Linked DNA regions of Rattus norvegicus: region 1 is linked to region 2. The links are chromatin contacts, called in public Hi-C maps. All regions are on one chromosome and are shown on one strand. Each heading gives the region's core, a stretch centred on a gene start, on an enhancer-like site or on the middle of the called end of the contact. The rest is flanking DNA. Distances are from core to core; before and after follow the strand shown. Region 1 overlaps LOC100911221 (a long non-coding RNA gene). Region 2 holds the start of Jun (Jun proto-oncogene, AP-1 transcription factor subunit).

The links. A called contact is a pair of places that touch in the nucleus more often than the background predicts.
Region 1: a contact with region 2 is called in a Hi-C map of mammary epithelial cells, with 2.7 times the contacts expected there. The contact joins the enhancer-like site here to the promoter of Jun in region 2. A contact is called at or near these places in 2 of 12 Hi-C or Micro-C datasets (the Rat2 cell line and mammary epithelial cells).

What each region holds. Positions count from the first base shown.
Region 1 is chr5:115,059,604-115,063,055 of GRCr8, forward strand. It overlaps LOC100911221 (a long non-coding RNA gene), which reads left to right. Exons shown (of 10, transcript XR_010051917.1): 8 at 1-3,452. Among named protein-coding and RNA genes, the nearest start is that of Jun, 48 kb to the left of the region's middle. Within about 2 kb of position 1,413, at least 21 of the 93 cell types and tissues checked have an H3K27ac peak or open chromatin away from gene starts, as enhancers often do.
Region 2 is chr5:115,011,336-115,014,704 of GRCr8, forward strand. Jun (Jun proto-oncogene, AP-1 transcription factor subunit) reads right to left here and starts at 1,658. Exons shown (of 1, transcript NM_021835.3): 1 at 1-1,658. The coding sequence starts at 800. LOC100911221 (a long non-coding RNA gene) reads left to right here and starts at 1,920. Exons shown (of 10, transcript XR_010051917.1): 1 at 1,920-2,925.

The DNA.
Region 1 (3,452 bases), core at 163-2,662, 48 kb after region 2:
CGAGTAGCCCTCCAGGCTCAGGCCTGCACGGAGTTCTGCTTCTCCTTATTACTGAACCTCGGTCTCTTTATTTGTAAAAGTGTGAAAATGTAACACACAGCATGGGCTCACCTCGAAGACTGGATGGGGTGACACGTTAAACACTAAAAAGAGCGGGTGGCACACGGCGCGCTTGACTGTTACAGATTTCATAATCAGAAAGACCTAGATTTGGGTGGCAGAGAAAGCACTGACAGCTGGTATGCTGGATCCCTCAAGCTCTAGGTCATATAACGATTTCTTCCTCAGTTTTCTTTTCTATTAAATGGGGTCAAAAGTGACACCAACCTCAGAGGGCTGATTGTGTGGGTGGACTGGAAGGTAATCTTCTATTTACTCAAAGAAGGTGCTAAGTAGCTGTGAGGTGGAGAGCAGGGTCTGTCATTCGAAGTCCTTATCTCCCCATTTGTCAGTCCAGGATGCCCTGTTTTGCCATATGAGTTTATGAGCTAGAAGTCACATTTATGAAGCACTGACCCCAATGACAAGTACTTATGAGGATCGTGTAAGACGGATGCTTTTATTTCTAAGTTCCCTCCTGCTTTGTCTGAGTTCTAGCTCTGGATGAATGGATGAGGCAAGTTTGATTTTCCAAGGTTTCTTTGACAGCCCAGAGTTGGGCAAGGAAGGAGAGGGGGCCCCATCCACTGGAAACCACAACCTGACAATGAACTTCCTTAATCAGTGCACTGCAGAATTCCTCCAGCTGCTTCTCCTTTGGAGTCAATTAGAACCTGCTGGGCCCCTGCTCTTTTTCTGAGAGGAGCAAATGTCAGCCCACAGCCAAGATTTAGAAATTTGCCACACCGGATCAGAAACAAATCCATCTGTGACGAGGTCAAGGTTCTCCTAGGCCAAGGCTTCAGCTATGGAGTCCCTGTAGCCTGCAGGGTGGCCTCCAGCCTAAGGTCAACAACTGCCTGTGGGGCTACCAACAAGTGCTCTCCTGTCCCTAGTTGGTAACCACCCAGATTTCCATTTCAGAAGGTGAGTCATGTTCGGATGTGGACAGTACATTAAATAACAATTTTTAGGATGTGAGTGTCAGAGTTGCACAGCAAGAATGCATTTGCTTTGGAATGGGACCTCTTCCTACGTGCCCAGTCTTCTAATCTCTTCCATCTGTCTACATTTCTGCTGAGCCCCAATAGGCCCCCAGGGCCTCCTGAGTGGTGAGGCTGCCCTGGGCACCAGTTCCTCGGAGACGTTCTTGCCAGTGCCCAGGGCCGGGAAGAGAAATCAGGTAGTTCTCCGTGTGTTCTCTATTTCACATGGAGAATGGCAAGGAGGCTGTGTGCTCCCTTAGAGCTCTCTGGTCCTTGGATCATACAGCTGCTCACACATGCTCAGTGAGTGAAAAACGGCAGTTGCCATCAATGAAACACTTAACTGGGCTCAGCTCCGTGGGAGGCGCTGGTGTTAGCCATCTGCTGAGCTGAAGGCATCAAAGCAAGCATCTTTGATTGGTTTCAGAAAAAGAAGGTAGAATGGTGGCATTGGCACACTTATGACTTGCCAGCTTCTCTCCTAGGTGCCATAATATACACCCGATAGAAGTCAAAGCGGGCTTAAGGAAAGGGCCACATTAAGTGTGGGGCCAAAGCCTCCTGCCCTGTTGTGCTGTCAGAAAGGGCCATGGGTCTGCTTCCTTTGGGTGCTGAGCCTCCTTGGGTGCTGCTCTCACTTAGGAGGGCCCAGACCAGCAGTACTCCTAAGCACAGCTGGGCTAGGGTGACAATGGAAGTGTGAAGGATCGGTGTGAAGCAACAGTGTTCTGCCAGGACATGGTGCAAGGCCAAGATGGGGCCCACAACAGCCTGTATCCTTGTGGTCCTGTTGATTGTTAAGAGTTGGTGGCTACTCTGAGAATGCCCTGAGGAAGAAGTCTCCGGGCATTTCATAAGCTGGGAGATGATTGCCTTTGCCTGCTCGTCCCCATAGGAGGAAGGAACAGCAGACTTTACTGTTGTGACATTAGTCTGAGGACCACGTGCTGGTAAGAGAAGAGCAGAGAGCCTTGGGTCCTGCCTTCCGCTCGAGAGATCTGGGTAGTGATGTGTTTCAGCTTTTTACCAGTGCTTGTCATGGTTTTGCTTTGACCCTGCACCTCTAGGTAGCCCTGAAGGATTTCGTGGAGTGCACTTTCAGTTTAGTTTCAGGGTCCGGGTTGGGGTGAGTGGGGGAGCACACTGCTTTTCTGACTACTCTCATGAGGGCAGAGATGGGTAGCTTAAAATGACACATGTGGACTATTTCACAGCTCTGGAGGAGAATCTGCTGGTAACATGTCTATGGGGCTTGTCTCCTGCTGGAGGCTCTGAGGAAAGGCCTCTCTCCCGTCTTCCATGGCTCCTGGAACTTTGGCCTCAGCTTTCAAGTACTCACAGAGCACCACTGTTGTTTAGCTCTGTCTTCCTATTGCCTTCTTCACCACCCACCCATATAAAGACATTTGTCATTGGATTTAGGCCCCACCAGGATCCAGGACCATCTCGTCTTGAGATTCTTAACTCAACATTCAAGGAGCCCTTTCCAGATACAATGACTGTCACACATTTCCTGTCAACAAGCCTTGTTGGCCCCATTCAACTCATCACAAGGGTCAAGAATAACAGAACAAACAAGATATGACTAATTACACGTTGTAAGGAGTGAGCAAAGGATGCTTACAGAGTTATAGAGCGGCTTCAGATTCCCTACCTAGAAAGTGAGAACAGTACCTAACTCATTCAACTGCTTGAGAGTTTAATGTGTAGCTGTTGATTGACGGAAGAAGGTGCGCCTAGCTTAGTGGTGCATAGTATGTTTTCTTCCTCTAGATTTAAGTTTTTGTCTTTCTTCTCCATCTCTTCCACCTTGTTTGTTCATTTGTTCAGCTCACTGCTCTGAGGTCCTACTGTGTGCTAGGTTTTTATTCTAGATATAGAGAGCACTGCAGGGAATAGGCAAAAGTTTGATTTCCTAATAAGTTTATGGCTTAATCTATGTAATTGTTACATTTTACAGTTATGTGTCAACTTGACTGAACCACAGAGTGCCTGTATCTGTCTTTAGTTTTTTTTTAATTTAATTAATTAATTAATTTTTAGTGTTTCTAAAATAATATTTCTAGATGAGAGCCACATGTTATTCAGCAGACTGAGTCAAGCAGATTGTCCTCTCTAACGAGGCTAACTCTTCTCCAGTCAGTTGAAGAGATGACCTGGACAGAAAGGTAGGAAGAAAAGAATTGTAGCTTTGAATAAGACTATCAGCCTTTGGGGGCTTTGTTCGGTTTTTATGTTCACATTCACAATGTATCAATGACCCTTCTTGGGATGTTAGACCACCCAGCCTTGGACTGAAACCACAATATCCACTCTTCTCTATCTTGGACTTCAGATATGGATCAGAACTAAATCATAGACTCTTCC
Region 2 (3,369 bases), core at 408-2,907:
ATGCGGTTCCTCATGCGCTTCCTCTCCGCCTTGATCCGCTCCTGAGACTCCATGTCGATGGGGGACAAGGGCGGCGTCTCTCCCGGCATCTCCGGCACCGTCTGCGGCTCTTCCTTCAGCGCCTGCAGCCGCGGGTGCTGCACCGGGATCTGTTGGGGCAAGTGGTGCGGCGGCTGAGGCGGCTGCTGCTGCTGCTGGGGCTGCGATGGAAAGGCCAGCCCGGTCGCGCCATAGGAGGGCGCCCCACCGCCGCTGCTCAGCGCACCCGGGTTGAAGTTGCTGAGGTTGGCGTAGACCGGAGGCTCACTGTGCAGGCTGGCGCTGTAGCCGCCGCCGCCGCCAGCGCCAGCTACTGAGGCCACAGCGGGAGCGACCATGCCCGCCCCACTGACAGGTTGTGCCGCGGAGGTGACACTGGGCAGCGTATTCTGGCTATGCAGTTCAGCTAGGGCGCGCACGAAGCCTTCGGCGAAGCCCTCCTGCTCGTCGGTCACGTTCTTGGGGCACAAGAACTGAGTGGGGGTCGGTGTAGTGGTGATGTGCCCATTGCTGGACTGGATGATCAGGCGCTCCAGCTCCGGCGACGCCAGCTTGAGCAGCCCGACGTCGGGCGACGTGAGAAGGTCCGAGTTCTTGGCTCGGAGGTGCGGCTTCAGATTGCCCACCGGGTCGGCCAGGTTCAAGGTCATGCTCTGCTTCAGAATCTTAGGGTTACTGTAGCCGTAGGCGCCACTCTCGGACTGGAGGAACGAGGCGTTGAGGGCATCGTCGTAGAAGGTCGTTTCCATCTTTGCAGTCATAGAACAGTCGGTCACTTCACGCGGGGTTAGCCTGGGCTGTGCGCAGAAGTTTCGGGGCCGCAACAGCGCGCCGGGAAGCGGGGGATACCCGCGCGTCCCCGCTTCAGTAACAAAGTTTGTTTAGGAGCGTGCGCTCCAGACCGCAGTGCTCCCCCCTGCGCCCTCCTCCCCAGTTCGCTCCAGGGAGCGCAGGGTTAAGACACCGCTTGCACTCACGTTGGTTGGCTCCCGCGCGATCCGGAGCTTTGAAAAGTCGCGGTCACTCACGGAGCGCTCTCGGGAAGCAGCGGTTCCTCGGAGCCCGCGGACCAGCCCCAGCGACAGAGGTTCTCCGGCGGCGCAGACCAGTCGTCACGGAATTCTTGGTGGAAGCCCGCGATCGGGCTCTGCCGCCCGGCCTCCGACAACTGTCCCCTCCTCCGCTGTGAGGGGGAGGGGGACGCTAGGCAGCCGCGGCTAGCACTCGCCCAACTTCAGCCGCCTGTGCGAGCTGGTATGAGTATAGGTTCCTCTTCTCCCTTTTCTTTACGGTCTCGGTGGCAGCCTTAGGCGCAGAAGAGGTTTTGCAAAAGTTCGCTCCGGGCCACTTGTTCCCGGTCCTCTGGGTCAGGAAAGTTGCTGGCCGGTAGCCGCTCGCCTATTTCCTCGCGCGGTCCGGAGCCGTTCTCGATGCTGTCAGCAGTGCCGGGACTTGTGAGCTTCTTCTCCGGGAAAAGCGGGAGAAGGGACTCTCCAAGTGCTCCCCAAAACACCGGTGCAGGAGCTGCGGGCGCTGGATCCAGGCAGTTGGTCAGAAAATGAAGACAAACAGATGAACAGCCCGGAGTCCGCGGACGACCAGGTTAGCCGAGTCCGTCCGTCTGTCTGTCTGCCTGAGCGCTCTCCAGCTAGGCAGTCTCTGCCACACTCAGTGCAACTCTGAGTCCTTATCCAGCCTGAGCTCAACACTTATCTGCTACCAGTCAATCCCTAAAAATAGCCCATGATGTCACCCCAAGGCCTTCCCATTGGCTTGCGTCGCTCTCAAGGGGGCGGGCCCACCCGTCGCCATGGAGACCTCACCCTAGAAGATTCTTCTCTGGGCCCGCGAAGGCTCACGGGATGAGGTAATGCTCCGCTGCGCTCCTACAGTTGGGCCCTTCTTTCTCCACCTCCCTCCCCCTCCCGCGCGTTGCTCCGGCTTGTGTTCCCGGGTTCCCTCCCCGGCGCGTCTTTCCCGGCCCGCCCGGTGCATTGTGGGCTGACGTCTTGGTTTGGCTGTCTAGTGACGGAGGCTGCCGGGTCCGCTGGACCCTTGCGGAGTCTGTCGGAGGCGGGCTCAAGTTCAGGGCTGGGGACCCAGACCGAGACGCGGGGATCCAGAAAGCTGGGGAGACGCGCTGGTGGCCTGGGGCGGAGGGCTTGGGTGGGAGTAGAGGTTACACACACACACACACACACACACACACACACACACACACACACACACACACACACGAACACACGAACACACCCGTGAAAGGGCTGAATGATCTGGGCGATTGAAGCTGGCTCCGCACCCCCGCACTTCCGGGAGACAGAGCGACGCGGGTTAATATGGTTGTGTTCGCCCCGGGTGCGGGAGCGGCAAGTGGGTTGAAGTTGAGCGGGTTTGAGAGTGGCCCTCCCACGCCGAGTGCGCATGGAAGTTTAGTTTCGGAGAAGGATCTGCGCCGCAGTGTGCTGTGCTGGAAACCAGAGATTTGCTGTGCTCGGAATGAATTCACCAGGGTCCCCGGCACAACACTTCATTTTCTGGGGACGTGCCGGGAGGGGTTCGCTTTACCTCGGAGGGACCCCCTTCTAGGTGTGAAAGATGCCACCCCGGCTCCTTGGGGTATGGAAAGCAACATATAAAGGTTCGAAACTCAGGAAACCCCAGCGCTCGCCTGCACTAGCACATACACACAGCCCCGCGCACACTCAGTTCGCGCCCGCCCTTCCTCCCTCCCTGATTTGCTTCTGGGAAAACAAGCCTTGAGAGCTGCGGACTCGCCCCGAGTCACGGTGCTTAAGCAGGAGTCCCTGGTAGAAAGACTGAAAAATCCCCTCCCCGCTCGATGGTGGATTCATATCCTGTGCGGCCTCTAGGAAGCGCTAGACACATGTAAGTTGTTTCTTTTCTAAGGTTCTGCTATCCGCCCTCCACCCTCTACCCCTTAAGACTGACTAAAGAGGTGGCGAGCTTGGTTCTCCCAGGGCAAAAGTGCAAATCTCAGAACTTTCTGAACTTTATTGGTCTCATCTAGAAGTAGAGTGGATGAGGTCCATCCACTACATCGGGCTGCTAGGCATTAGTCTTGACTCTGAGACTAGAAGGTGGTCAATTGGTGCCCCTTTCCCTACCAGCTTCGGAGTTACCCCAGGCCTTCGGTGGGGTGGGGTGAGGGTGGGACGATTTGGAGGATACTGGGTTGTGATTTGGCAGGAGCCAGTGTATTTTCCTAAGCGAGGTAGGAAAGGACCGGGAACCAGCTGTTCCCTAAGCCGCCCTTCAGCCTAGGACTTGAGGTTTAAAGTTGGACTTTAAGTTCCTAGGTTCTAATTTGGA